Regions from separate parts of the Drosophila melanogaster genome. Here region 1 is linked to region 2. Evidence: chromatin contacts called from public Hi-C data. All regions are on one chromosome and are shown on one strand. Each heading gives the region's core, a stretch centred on a gene start, on an enhancer-like site or on the middle of the called end of the contact. The rest is flanking DNA. Distances are from core to core; before and after follow the strand shown. Region 1 holds the start of Or67b (Odorant receptor 67b). Region 2 holds the start of CG32036.

Region 1 (5,646 bases), core at 1,949-4,448, 140 kb before region 2:
TCATGTGCGACAGTATCGACGGATTTCAACTCTCAACGCTAGCGGTTATCAAAACGTTACCATATTTAGCTATAATAGCGCGGACAATCGACAGAAGTGGGATGAAATTTCCGTGATACTAAATGCTTATGCGCATGGTATTATGAAGGATCGCACAGGTATGCTAATAAGACAAAGTTACAAGTGCTCCGTAACTAAAAGCTTTTTACTCTTCCAGCAGAAGCCTTTATAGTATCCAAATCCGACTCGGAGGTGTTCGAGATCTATGCCATTCTGTCGGAAAACTTGTATCAAGTATCCAGCGCTCTGACTAACATGGAGATCAGCATGAAGAGCTACTCGGCAGGCAGCGCATCGGGCAATTCGCATCGCAGCGAACAGGACATTGTGACAAATCTTTAAAGTAATCTGTAAACTAAGCTAATCGCAGAAGTAGGCTCCCTTTTATATGTAATCTTTTAGTGAGTAGGCAGCATATTAGACACTGCGGTGTACGTAAGCGATCATTACAATGTAAGTTAGGTACGATTCAATATATTTATCAATTACAGCACAATACGTTTATACTTTCCATTTAAACGAAAACTTGCACATTACCTTCTTGTGGTAAACCACTGACTTGGTAAATCCAACATTTATTTATTAATAAGTATTTACATTTAAAAAAGCCATGAAAATGGTGACTGGCTGCCAGCTAGGCAAAAAGATTTTTAAGGGCATTTCGTTGTTGTCGGTTGTACTGGGCCAGGAGCTGCTTGGTGCTGTTCAGTTCATTTAGGATCTGTTTATTCTCCGGCAGGAGATTGTGAGCCGTTTTCAGATCGTTTATGGCCTCCTCGTAGTTGCGCAATCCGCGCTGCGCCTGGGCGCGTCGATAGAAAGCCTTGCTACATTTCGGATCTAGACGAATGGCTTCGTTGCAAACTTCTCTAGCGCTCGTATAGTTGCCAACTTTTAGGTCCACAGCGGCTGCATTAATGTTGTTTACCACGGAGAAGCCGTCGACCTTGAGCAGATCCTCATCTACAAGGTGTTTTTTGAGAGGATTCAGCTGCTGCCAACCGAACTGTCTGCTCAGGTAATGATAGTATCGATTCGCCTTGCGATATTTTGCCCGTGCTTCGTGATAGCGTCCAAGCTGATAGAAGTGATTGCCCGATTGGCGAATGCCCGTGAGAAGTTCCACCGCCCCATCTCCCTGTTGCACAACAAGTAGTGATATTGACGGATTATATATGTAACCATAACTCACTGTGAACTTGTCGAGCTTGCGCGGCCAGTCTTGGGGATAGGCAGGCAACTTGTCCGTCGTCTCGTCGTTGCACTCGATGCCCCAGTCCTCGTTGTGAGCTATCTCTCCGCAGTCCCGTATCACGATCGGCGCCGTGGGATCGCCCTCGTCAGTGCAGTTTTGTTCCATTTCAGCTACGATACCCAGGCCGCGTAAAACACGACCTACGACTACGTTTGTTCCATTCAGATTTTCACAGCCCGCGGCGGAAATGAAAAACTGCGAGTTGTTGGAGTTTGGCTTGCCGTAGTTGGCCATGCTGACCACGCCCTCTTCGTTGTGCTGTGGGAGATTATCGGTTATATGATATGGTTATAAAAGATATGCATGAATGATGCCATTCATGTCAAAAAATTTTGATCTTAGTATAAGTATTTAAGTATTAAAGAAAATAGTTTAATGCATTTATAGGCGGTTCTATTGGAAAAAAGAATGTGGAGATATCCGTGACCTCTTTTTGTAAAATGGAACTTACTGAGAGTTCGAAGTTCTCGTCATCGAAAACTGGTCCGTAGATGCTCTCGCCGCTGCTTCCATCGTTCTTCACCACATCCCCACTCTGGACGACGAAGACTCGCTTGATCTTGTGGAACTTTGTGCCCTTGTAGTGGAGCGGTTTGCCCAGAGTACCGATACCACATTCGCCCGTGCACAGGGCACGGAAATTTTCCGCTGTCTTCGGCACAACATCCTTGCGCAGTTCAATTATCATTCGACCCGCTGTGACATTATATATGTACGTGTGAGTAACAGATTCAACTAGTTGGTTGGCATGGCAATGGTCAGATTCCACTCACCATCCTCCTTGCCAATGGAAATGTCCAGGTAGACCAGTGGATTAGTTGATTTCACCGCGCGGAGCAGCTTGCGTTCTTCCATTGTTGCCCTTAGGGGCGGGCCTTGGCTGATGTGACTTATCACTGCCCGCCAAGTACTCCAGACTAGTTCAAACTGATATTATCACCCGATTTCTGAGTTGCGAATAAAATTGTTTACCTTATTTCACAGTGTGACTGTGTGGCGATAACGGCAAAACACCTGCAACTCGCAGTAGACAACGAATGCAAGACAATCAATGTAAATTTACATTAGTAGAAAAAAAAATGTACTTATTCGAGTCGAATGTATAATTTAAAGTAACGGACAGAATTTTCAAAAATAAATGTTGTCTTTAGTTGAAATATAATTTTTGCCATTTAGAATAGGATTTCGGGGAGGATAAGTATCAACTAACTGTTTTTATGTTCATAAATATTAAGATTTAATGTTGATTGTATATATATATTTGAGATGTCCTGATGACAATTGCCGATGTGAGGTTGAAGTAGAAATATAGAAATAGCAAGATTCACCCATGAAACGTATTTTTGTAACAATTTTTGAGTAAATTTAACGTTATTACAGAGTTAGCTGAAATATTATCTGCCCTTTAGCAGCATATTGTTGCAAAGTCAACAAAAAAACAGTATGGTTGAAGCTTTTATTCAAGTGTTTAATAATATATATATATATATATATATTTTTGTCAAAACACAAGCCTTAAAAAGTAAATAAGTCTCGCGCTTAGAAATTACTTTAATTTTAAAGATGTATTAAAAGTCAAGGCGATGTTCCCTCTTACTCGATATTGCTAACACTAATTTCATTATTAGCCTTTTTTGAGGCCTTTGTAGCCATGGACCTTCGATGAGTTCTAAATTTTTAATGCTTTTGAGTAACGCCCATCCAATTTGTATAATTATTTGTGTCTCCTATCGAGTTGCACAATAACCACAACGAATAGCAAATTATTTTGAAGGAACCATATAATTTGGGAAGCCTAATTGAGACCCAAACGCCAATGCAAATGCATAAAAAGCGTAGGATACGAGCTCTCTTCAATTAGTACAGGATTCATCAATACGGAATGCAGGACCAACTGGATCACGAGCTGGAGCGGATCGACAAGCTGCCAAAACTGGGGCTTCTCTGGGTGGAGTACAGTGCCTATGCACTGGGAGTTAATATTGCACCGAGGAAGCGTAGCTCGAAATACTGTCGATTGTATGGCTTAACCTACTATATAAAGATTGTTTTTGTTAAATTAGGGTCTTTCTTATCCAGAACTCGCATTTTGGTGTTGATTGTTAACTTGAGTATAATCTACAGTCTCGTCGCCTTTATTATGGAGAACTATATGATCTCCTTCGAGACCTACGTTGAGGTTTGGTTTAATGTGCCTTATTCCTAATCTGCGCACTTCTAATTCTTTATATATTCTATTAGGCTGTTTTGCTTACCTTTCAATTAAGCGTTGGTGTGGTTAAGATGTTTCACTTTCAGAACAAAGTGGAATCGTGTTCCCAACTAGTGTTTTCTACGGAGACTGGAGAGGTATTAAAGTCCCTGGGTCTTTTTCAATTGGGTAAGACAGTAGAGTCAGTGATATCTGTTCTTTAATATGTTCGAAACATTTCAAAAACAGATTTGCCGAGAAAAAAGGAACTGCTGAGCTCAGTTAGTTTGATTTTGCTTAACAATTGGATGATAATCGATCGTCAGGTGATGTTCTTCTTCAAGATCGTTTGCATGCCTGTTCTATACTATTGTGTGCGACCATACTTTCAATATATCTTCGATTGCTATATCAAGGACAAGGATACCTGTGAAATGACCTTGAGTAGGCAAACTAAGGGTACCACTTCAACATTCTGATTTAATTAATATATGTATATTACAGCTTACCCGGCAATTGTGCCTTATTTGCAATTGGGAAATTATGAATTTCCTTCCTATGTGATTCGCTTCTTTTTACTTCAATCTGGTCCTCTTTGGTGCTTTTTTGGTGGGTCTGCTAAGTTATTAACTTGAATAATAATTAAAAAACTTTTCCCTTAAGCCGTTTTTGGCTTTAACAGCCTTTTCGTGGTCCTTACCAGATATGAGTCTGGTCTGATAAAAGTCCTAAGGTTTCTGGTCCAAAATTCCACCTCGGATATCCTGGTTCCCAAGGACCAAAGAGTTAAATATCTTCAATGTTGCGTGAGGCTTTTTGCTCGCATATCAAGGTGAGAGGATAGACTTCTTAAAACTAACTCTTCAAACCACTTTTCATTTAGCCATCATAATCAAATTGAAAACCTCTTCAAGTATATCATCCTGGTTCAGTGTTCCGTTAGCAGTATTTTGATCTGCATGCTGCTCTACAAGATCAGCACGGTTTTGGTGAGTTGATTGATAAGCTATAGAATTTACAAATCTTTTTATTTAAAAATTGTTTCATTAGGAAGTGGGCTGGGTGTGGATGGGCATGATTATGGTCTACTTTGTGACCATAGCTCTGGAGATCACTCTGTACAACGTGAGTGCACAGAAGGTGGAGAGCCAGGTATATTATATTGTATAATTTCAATTTTTATGTAAGGAATTATTGTATTTTTAGAGTGAACTGCTGTTCCATGACTGGTACAACTGTAGTTGGTATAATGAGTCAAGGGAATTCAAGTTCATGATCAAAATGATGCTGCTTTTCTCACGCCGAACTTTTGTTTTAAGCGTGGGTGGGTTTACAAGTCTCTCCCACAAGTTCCTAGTGCAGGTATTGTATTGAAATTGTCTTTTATTTCATACCATATTAAGATTCCACTTTCAGGTCTTTCGGTTGAGTGCAAACTTCTTTCTGCTCCTGCGCAACATGAACAACAAATAGGTTTCCTAGTACTTACTTGGAACTATTTCGTTATTGCGGTTACGGATTCGATAGTAACTTGCAGTTATTAAAACAGAGTCGTGCAGTTTTGTTCATAAAAATAACAATTTCTATTTATTATATCGTGTTCTTTCTACACTTTCAAGCTACGCCTGAGGCCTATTGCTCCTCCTCTTCGTCGTCATCTTGATTTGGCTGCACACTGCCCTCCACATCGAAGAAGGATTTTCTACTGCGTTTGGCCGCAGTGGCCGCTTGACTGCCATCGAATTTGGCTGCCGTTCGCTTGCGAAGCTCCTCCACGTCCTGGTTGTCGTCGTTGGCGCTCCACTCAAGCACCAAACGACGACCGTAAAGATGCGTACTGGCGCTTAGGGCGTCGAAGGCGCGTTTGGCCTCCGCCTTGGACATGTAGTCAACGAAACCGAAACCACGATGCGCATCCTCGCCCGTGGTCGCCTTTTTAGGAATACGTAAGGATCGCAGTTCGCCAAAAGCCCTAAAAGCACGGATTAGAATTTTTCCTAACCGGTATGACCTATACGTACTTGAATATATCTCGAACCTCGCGGTATTGTGCCTGGAAGGGAATATTTCGCACCAGGATTTTGGTTCCCGTTTGCTTCTTCTGTGAGGCCAGTCGACGTTGTGCGCCATCATTATCTTG
Region 2 (5,410 bases), core at 2,409-4,908:
ATTTAAAATAATAACGAAAACAATCAATAAATATGAAACGTTCAGCAAAGTGTTGACTTGAGGGCGCAATCAGTTGTTTAACTGCAAATGGCCAAAAACAAAAGGCAATCCGAACCAATCCAATTCAGCCATTCACTTTCGTGGCAAGAAAAAGGTTGTAGTGCTACCATAAAAAATTGCCATGTCCAAGAAACCGGCGTAATTACGTATAACATAGATGTACGAACGGGCACCAAGGGATCTCAGCGAGACTTTCAAGTCAAGTAGCCGGGGACCCATCAACCCACTATGAATTCGGATTCGGTTTTGGATTTGGATTTGGGTTTTTATATGGTAAGGGAAGGGGGGCGGGGGTTCATAGAGATTAATTGAGGCAATTTGGCTATAACGATTTTGCTGCCACTTCCAGTTAAAACCGCAAATAAAACTAACTATGGCAAGAAGTTGGTATTATATTAAGTAGTAGTGCCAAAGTAAAAGCAATGGAAAATCATTCACAGTTTCAGAGTCTACAAATAAATACGTCTGCTCACTATGCTTTTCACGATGATAATGATAGTAGCTATGACGATCATGATCATCATGATGATGGTGGGGATGACGATGATGAACGCGTCGGCAGAAGTCGTCGGCAGAGGGCACCCGCTGGTGGAGATCGGTCTTATGCATTTGCATTCATTATGTTTGGCACCGTCGACGCGACCACAACGTAACTCCAAGATCGGAACCAAGTAATCGCGGCGTCTATAGATATATATATATATATAGACATCGATATAGTACAACCGTATAACCAGCTAACAACCATTACCAGATTGCTTTGGCAACCCAATCGTGTCACGTGATCGTGTCGCGATCGCTCATTCTGCTCGTCATTCATCTGTCGCCGCGTCTTGTGCAATTTGGCTGTCGAATGTGGAAGAATGTCTTGCATCTGGATTTGTGTACCGAGCTCTTAACGTTTGTCTGCCGAAATCTGTGATCTTAGTGTCTTTCAATCGATCCATCGAACAACTTGACCTTTTGAGTTCGCCGATCAGGAAATTGCTAAAAAATAAAAAAAAGATTCCTTAAATACAAAACAGTTGAAAATGTCTACGCCATATGTGATCTTGCTGATCGGTTTACTATATCTTTGCGTGGGCCCATTCATAATTGCCCAAGGCTCGGAGTTTGCTGAGCGCAACCACAAGGTGTGTAGGCCATGGCATCGCCACTAAACGTATACGATCATAAATAATACTGTCGAAAAACCAATTTCAAGAAACGCCAAATCTATCGGGAACAAGTATTGCCACATGCGGGTGGTAAGATACCCGACACCGCCTTTGAGACGGATCGATTGTTTTTGAATCGCCTGCAGAAGGAGGGCATCGCAGTGCCAGATGGGATAGTTCCCGAGCAGCGGAATCCGCAGGTAAGGATCAGCGGGATGCCCAGCTGGATTATAGCCCTTTTCTTGGGTTCTTTGGGCAAGGGATTAGGCCAAAGATCGGCAAATGTGGCAGTTCAAGTAAATTTGTGTTTTCGCAAAATATCCTTCAGCAGGTCCTTTTTAGAAGGGATCAGCAACCTATCAAATTAAGCGAAAATTCTTTAGCTTGTACACAAAGATTATGTTGCTCAGTGTAGTCAGGATTCCAAAATATGTTTACGGAAATAGCTTGTTTTTTTTCAAATAGATGCCAAAACCTCAATTCGGTTGTGAGGGAAATAAAAAGTTAGCAAATTAAGCACAGATCAATTAATCATTTAGTAATGCTTTTTATATATTTAATCCGTGCGTTCATTTTTCAAGTTTAAACAAATTGTTATAACAGCATAATCCGAATTTAGCATGCATTTATGTTTTAGTTGTTTTCATAGATGTTCAAAAATGTTGTGCTCTTAAAAGTAAGTAAAGTAAAAAAAACTGAATTCGAACAAGTCAAACATGCTTAGATGCCATAAAAATTAAGGTACTGAAAGTATCAACCAGCTATAGCAACTTGTATCCTAAAGTTGCCCAACCACGGACATTTACATAAAGCTTGGAGAGCCAAATAGACACTCAAAAACCGTATGTTCCCATCCAGGTGTATCAGTACTACAGCAAGCCCATGCGCACCGTCTTCCACATCGCCCTGAGCTCGGATGGGAGGTATACGCCGCGGGAGGGACGATACCACTACCGCCAGGTGCCAACGGTGGAGACCACGTACCTGTACCCGCAGGCGGTGGGCCGCCAGCACGTGGTGGTGCCACCGAAGCACGCCCTGCCCATCTACCGGCAGCTTCAGTTGCACAATCCGCTGCTCAACCAGGTCAAGTTGCAGCCAAAGAAGGGTGAGTTGTCGGAATGATTGAGGAGTGCAAGCAATGGCTGAGCTTTCGTCCAATTTAGCGCCCAATTTTCTGGAACTGGCGCCCACGGTTGGCAAGAGTCAGTCGCATCCATTGGCCGGTTCGGCCAAGGCGCAGTCTTATCAGAATGTGAATCTTCTGCATGGTCACAGTCCGGTGCTGCCCGCTTTCAAGAAAACCTCCAGGGGCAGCAAGACCTATGTGGACAGCTATGGCACAACCCATGTGAGTCGAGAGCAATCTAATCCCAGAGCGCTTTTATGTAATCATTTTTGGGTCTTATTATTACGTTTTTTTTCTCTTTTTTTTTGCTTAGCTCTTCAGCGAGTTTGACGATCTGCTGAACAAACTGGACCTGCAGCAAACGGGACGAAAGAATTATTAGTTTTAATACCCAACATGTAGTAGAATTTATGAATATGACAGCTATGAGATCTATCTCCAGTTAAGAGTTAAGTTTACAAGTGGTTCGCATCCATTATCTAACCATGTGCATATCATTTCAAAACCTTTGCCATACGCCCGCTCACCGTTTAGTGCACATCCATTCCCATTCCCATGTTTGCAAGCCATTCGTATCCAGCCCATGCACCGTGAAAAAATGTGGTCACAATTGAGGTAAAACTAATGTTAAAACCAATACACAACACATTTTCAAAACATTGAAAATATACTTCTTATTTGGTTATTAAAGCGTGAAGTGATATGCAACCGTTTTGTTTTCTATTGAATAAAATAAAATATTAAATTAAACCTTTTAGATAACTGAAGCTGTTTAGCTTTCTAAATCTTTTCAAGTTTTTTGTTGTATACTCTAATTGAATTTGAAAACTATATCAACAGGTATTTAGATTTCTTTTGCGTGCAGGCAGTTGCATCCACCACCCATCGCTTGCCAACCCACAACCCATCCACATATTGTACCATCTAAGCTTGGCCAGGTGAAATGGGAATTCATCGCTTTTAGCTAGTTAAGCGTAAACAATTTGTATCTTGCAAAATAAAACCATGCGCGTGTCCGTACATTGTTGTATGTTGCATTTCCCACATGAATGGTATACTTCACTATTTATATCATAATTATGTGGGGAGCAGGGGAGCATTAAGCTTCAAGCCGTTCGTTTACTGTGGCAATAATTGAAGCAGAGCTAAGTTAATTTGCCGATTTTGGGGAATGGAAAAGCTTGGGCGGGCAGCTTCCAATGCGAAAATCGTAATCGTTACACAAATCGGATCGGTACCCTTGAAAGCTCCATGCTCAAGTGGCTGCCGCTGGGAAAACTGCAGTTCAGTGTGATTTTCAAACCCAACTCGATCGGTCGTCTCTGCAGCTCCAAAGACTCCAAGCTACCACCAACTAGCGACAAAGTAGGCGGAAAAGATACATACATAGATACTTTTGTAACCGACATAATGATGCCAAAGCTGGGCTGTTTCTCATTTTGGCTAATGTTCGTTGTCGGAGCCGCGGTGGCCATCGAAGTTCAGGTGAGGATTGGGTATCGGAAAACGAGTGTATAATTATGCTAGGGAGTCGATTGGGAGGAGTGTGTGCCACCCCAATTGACAAAGCTCTGGGTGTCTTAGCCACGTTCACTTTTGACCCAAAAATTGTAGCATGCAATGTACTCAATGTGTACACTGATAAAAAATTTATGATTTATGATGTGAAAATATACTATTTAACAAATATTTTATTTACTTTTGAGCATAAGAAGAGTTTGATGTCTGAAAGTAAATATGATTACAGTCTCTTGAATATTTCTATCAAAGTATATCTATCCACGAGTATTGTTATAATGAGGCTGTGTCACGCGGGGATTTGGGGGTACTAAGACCAAACCGGATTGGGGCACGAGCAGTGGCATGTCTTATGCAATAGAAACATTTGATATGGTTACAGAAATTCGGATATCTATTCAATCCACCGCAACCGGAACACCCGCAGCATCACGAGAAGAAGCAAGACTTGAACAAGATACCTGGAGTTCCGGGCGTTGATTATCCGATTTACCACGAGGTGCCACACACCCACTTCAGTTGCCACAATGTGCCGGCCACTCCGGGAATGTACGCCAACGTGGAGACGGGCTGCCAGGCGTACCACGTGTGCCACGATGGACGCGAAGGTGACCAGGGCGCCAAGTTCCTATGCACCAACGGCACCATCTTCAACCAGAAGGAATTCGCCTGCGATTGGTGGTACAATGTCAAGTGTGAGGAGGCTACCCACTTTTACCAGTAAGTTGTATGGTTAATTTGTATATATTATTTTGTTTAAACTATTGGTATTTCTTACAGCTTGAATGCCGATCCCGAGCACAATCCCTACATTCCCAAAAAGAAACCTGAGCTGGAACCTTATGCAAATGATATTCATGATGCTAGCAAATTTCTGATACAAGCTTAAATCCATTTCCGTTCTCATTGTGTTGTTGTTGTTCCCAATCTTGTAAATAAAAAACATAACATTATAACAAAGAGTGGGTAGCCCCTTTTTCAATTGCATATTTGATATTTTATATGCATATTTGATATAAACTTAAATCGTACATACGTAGCTAGATTTTTCTTTTCTTTTACGCACTTTTATTTTTTGGAATTCACCTATAAAAAACTCACCAACGCTAATTTGACGCACATGTAAAATAACTGTAAGATATTTATTTATTTGGTATGTTTATTTTGGTATGTTTTCATGGTTTAGTCTGTGGTATTTTGTGGCTAAACAAGGCGTTTTCAGCATTTCCATGAGCTGACATCACAGTCTTATTAAAAACAATAGCAATATTCTCGACTATAATCGCTCCGCTCGAAACTAGTAATAAGTATAAACGAGAAATATGAATCTGTTAGACTTGCCACAAACACTAATTCAGGACATTTTGGAGTTGCTCCCCTACGACGAGGTGGCAAAAAAACGAGAGGTGAGCTAATAAATGACGTCCCAGGAGTCCCTGATCCATGACTAAAACTAAACGTTTCCAATCCCCAGGTGTGCACTCTATTTAATTATCTTGGGCAGCAAATATTAAACAAGGGTTTTAACAAGATCATTATGGCCCAT

What was found. A called contact is a pair of places that touch in the nucleus more often than the background predicts.
Region 1: a Hi-C map of the OSC cell line shows a contact between it and region 2, with 3 times the contacts expected there. The contact joins the promoter of Or67b here to the promoter of CG32036 in region 2. A contact is called at or near these places in 35 of 107 Hi-C or Micro-C datasets (the Clone 8 cell line, the D17-c3 cell line, the Kc167 cell line and 17 more).

The regions. Positions count from the first base shown.
Region 1 is chr3L:9,626,745-9,632,390 of dm6, reverse strand. Or67b (Odorant receptor 67b) reads left to right here and starts at 3,198. Exons shown (of 10, transcript NM_079283.5): 1 at 3,198-3,334; 2 at 3,395-3,494; 3 at 3,557-3,695; 4 at 3,756-3,950; 5 at 4,011-4,115; 6 at 4,170-4,338; 7 at 4,390-4,495; 8 at 4,557-4,658; 9 at 4,713-4,868; 10 at 4,923-5,075. The coding sequence starts at 3,198. The coding sequence ends at 4,979. It overlaps Cyp40 (Cyclophilin 40), which reads right to left and starts at 3,715. Exons shown (of 5, transcript NM_168354.2): 1 at 3,571-3,715; 2 at 2,089-2,329; 3 at 1,767-2,011; 4 at 1,253-1,573; 5 at 596-1,198. The coding sequence starts at 2,170. The coding sequence ends at 695. It overlaps CG3335, which reads right to left. Exons shown (of 4, transcript NM_140080.2): 3 at 5,528-5,646; 4 at 5,070-5,478. The coding sequence ends at 5,139. fry (furry) reads left to right here. Exons shown (of 27, transcript NM_168357.3): 26 at 1-158; 27 at 221-557. The coding sequence ends at 402.
Region 2 is chr3L:9,487,481-9,492,890 of dm6, reverse strand. It overlaps CG32036, which reads left to right and starts at 3,658. Exons shown (of 3, transcript NM_168348.3): 1 at 3,658-3,831; 2 at 4,247-4,584; 3 at 4,645-4,841. The coding sequence starts at 3,757. The coding sequence ends at 4,753. CG32037 reads left to right here and starts at 676. Exons shown (of 5, transcript NM_001274704.1): 1 at 676-1,193; 2 at 1,265-1,417; 3 at 2,076-2,325; 4 at 2,384-2,568; 5 at 2,660-3,389. The coding sequence starts at 1,092. The coding sequence ends at 2,728. It overlaps pall (pallbearer), which reads left to right and starts at 5,101. Exons shown (of 3, transcript NM_140068.3): 1 at 5,101-5,270; 2 at 5,339-5,410. The coding sequence starts at 5,187.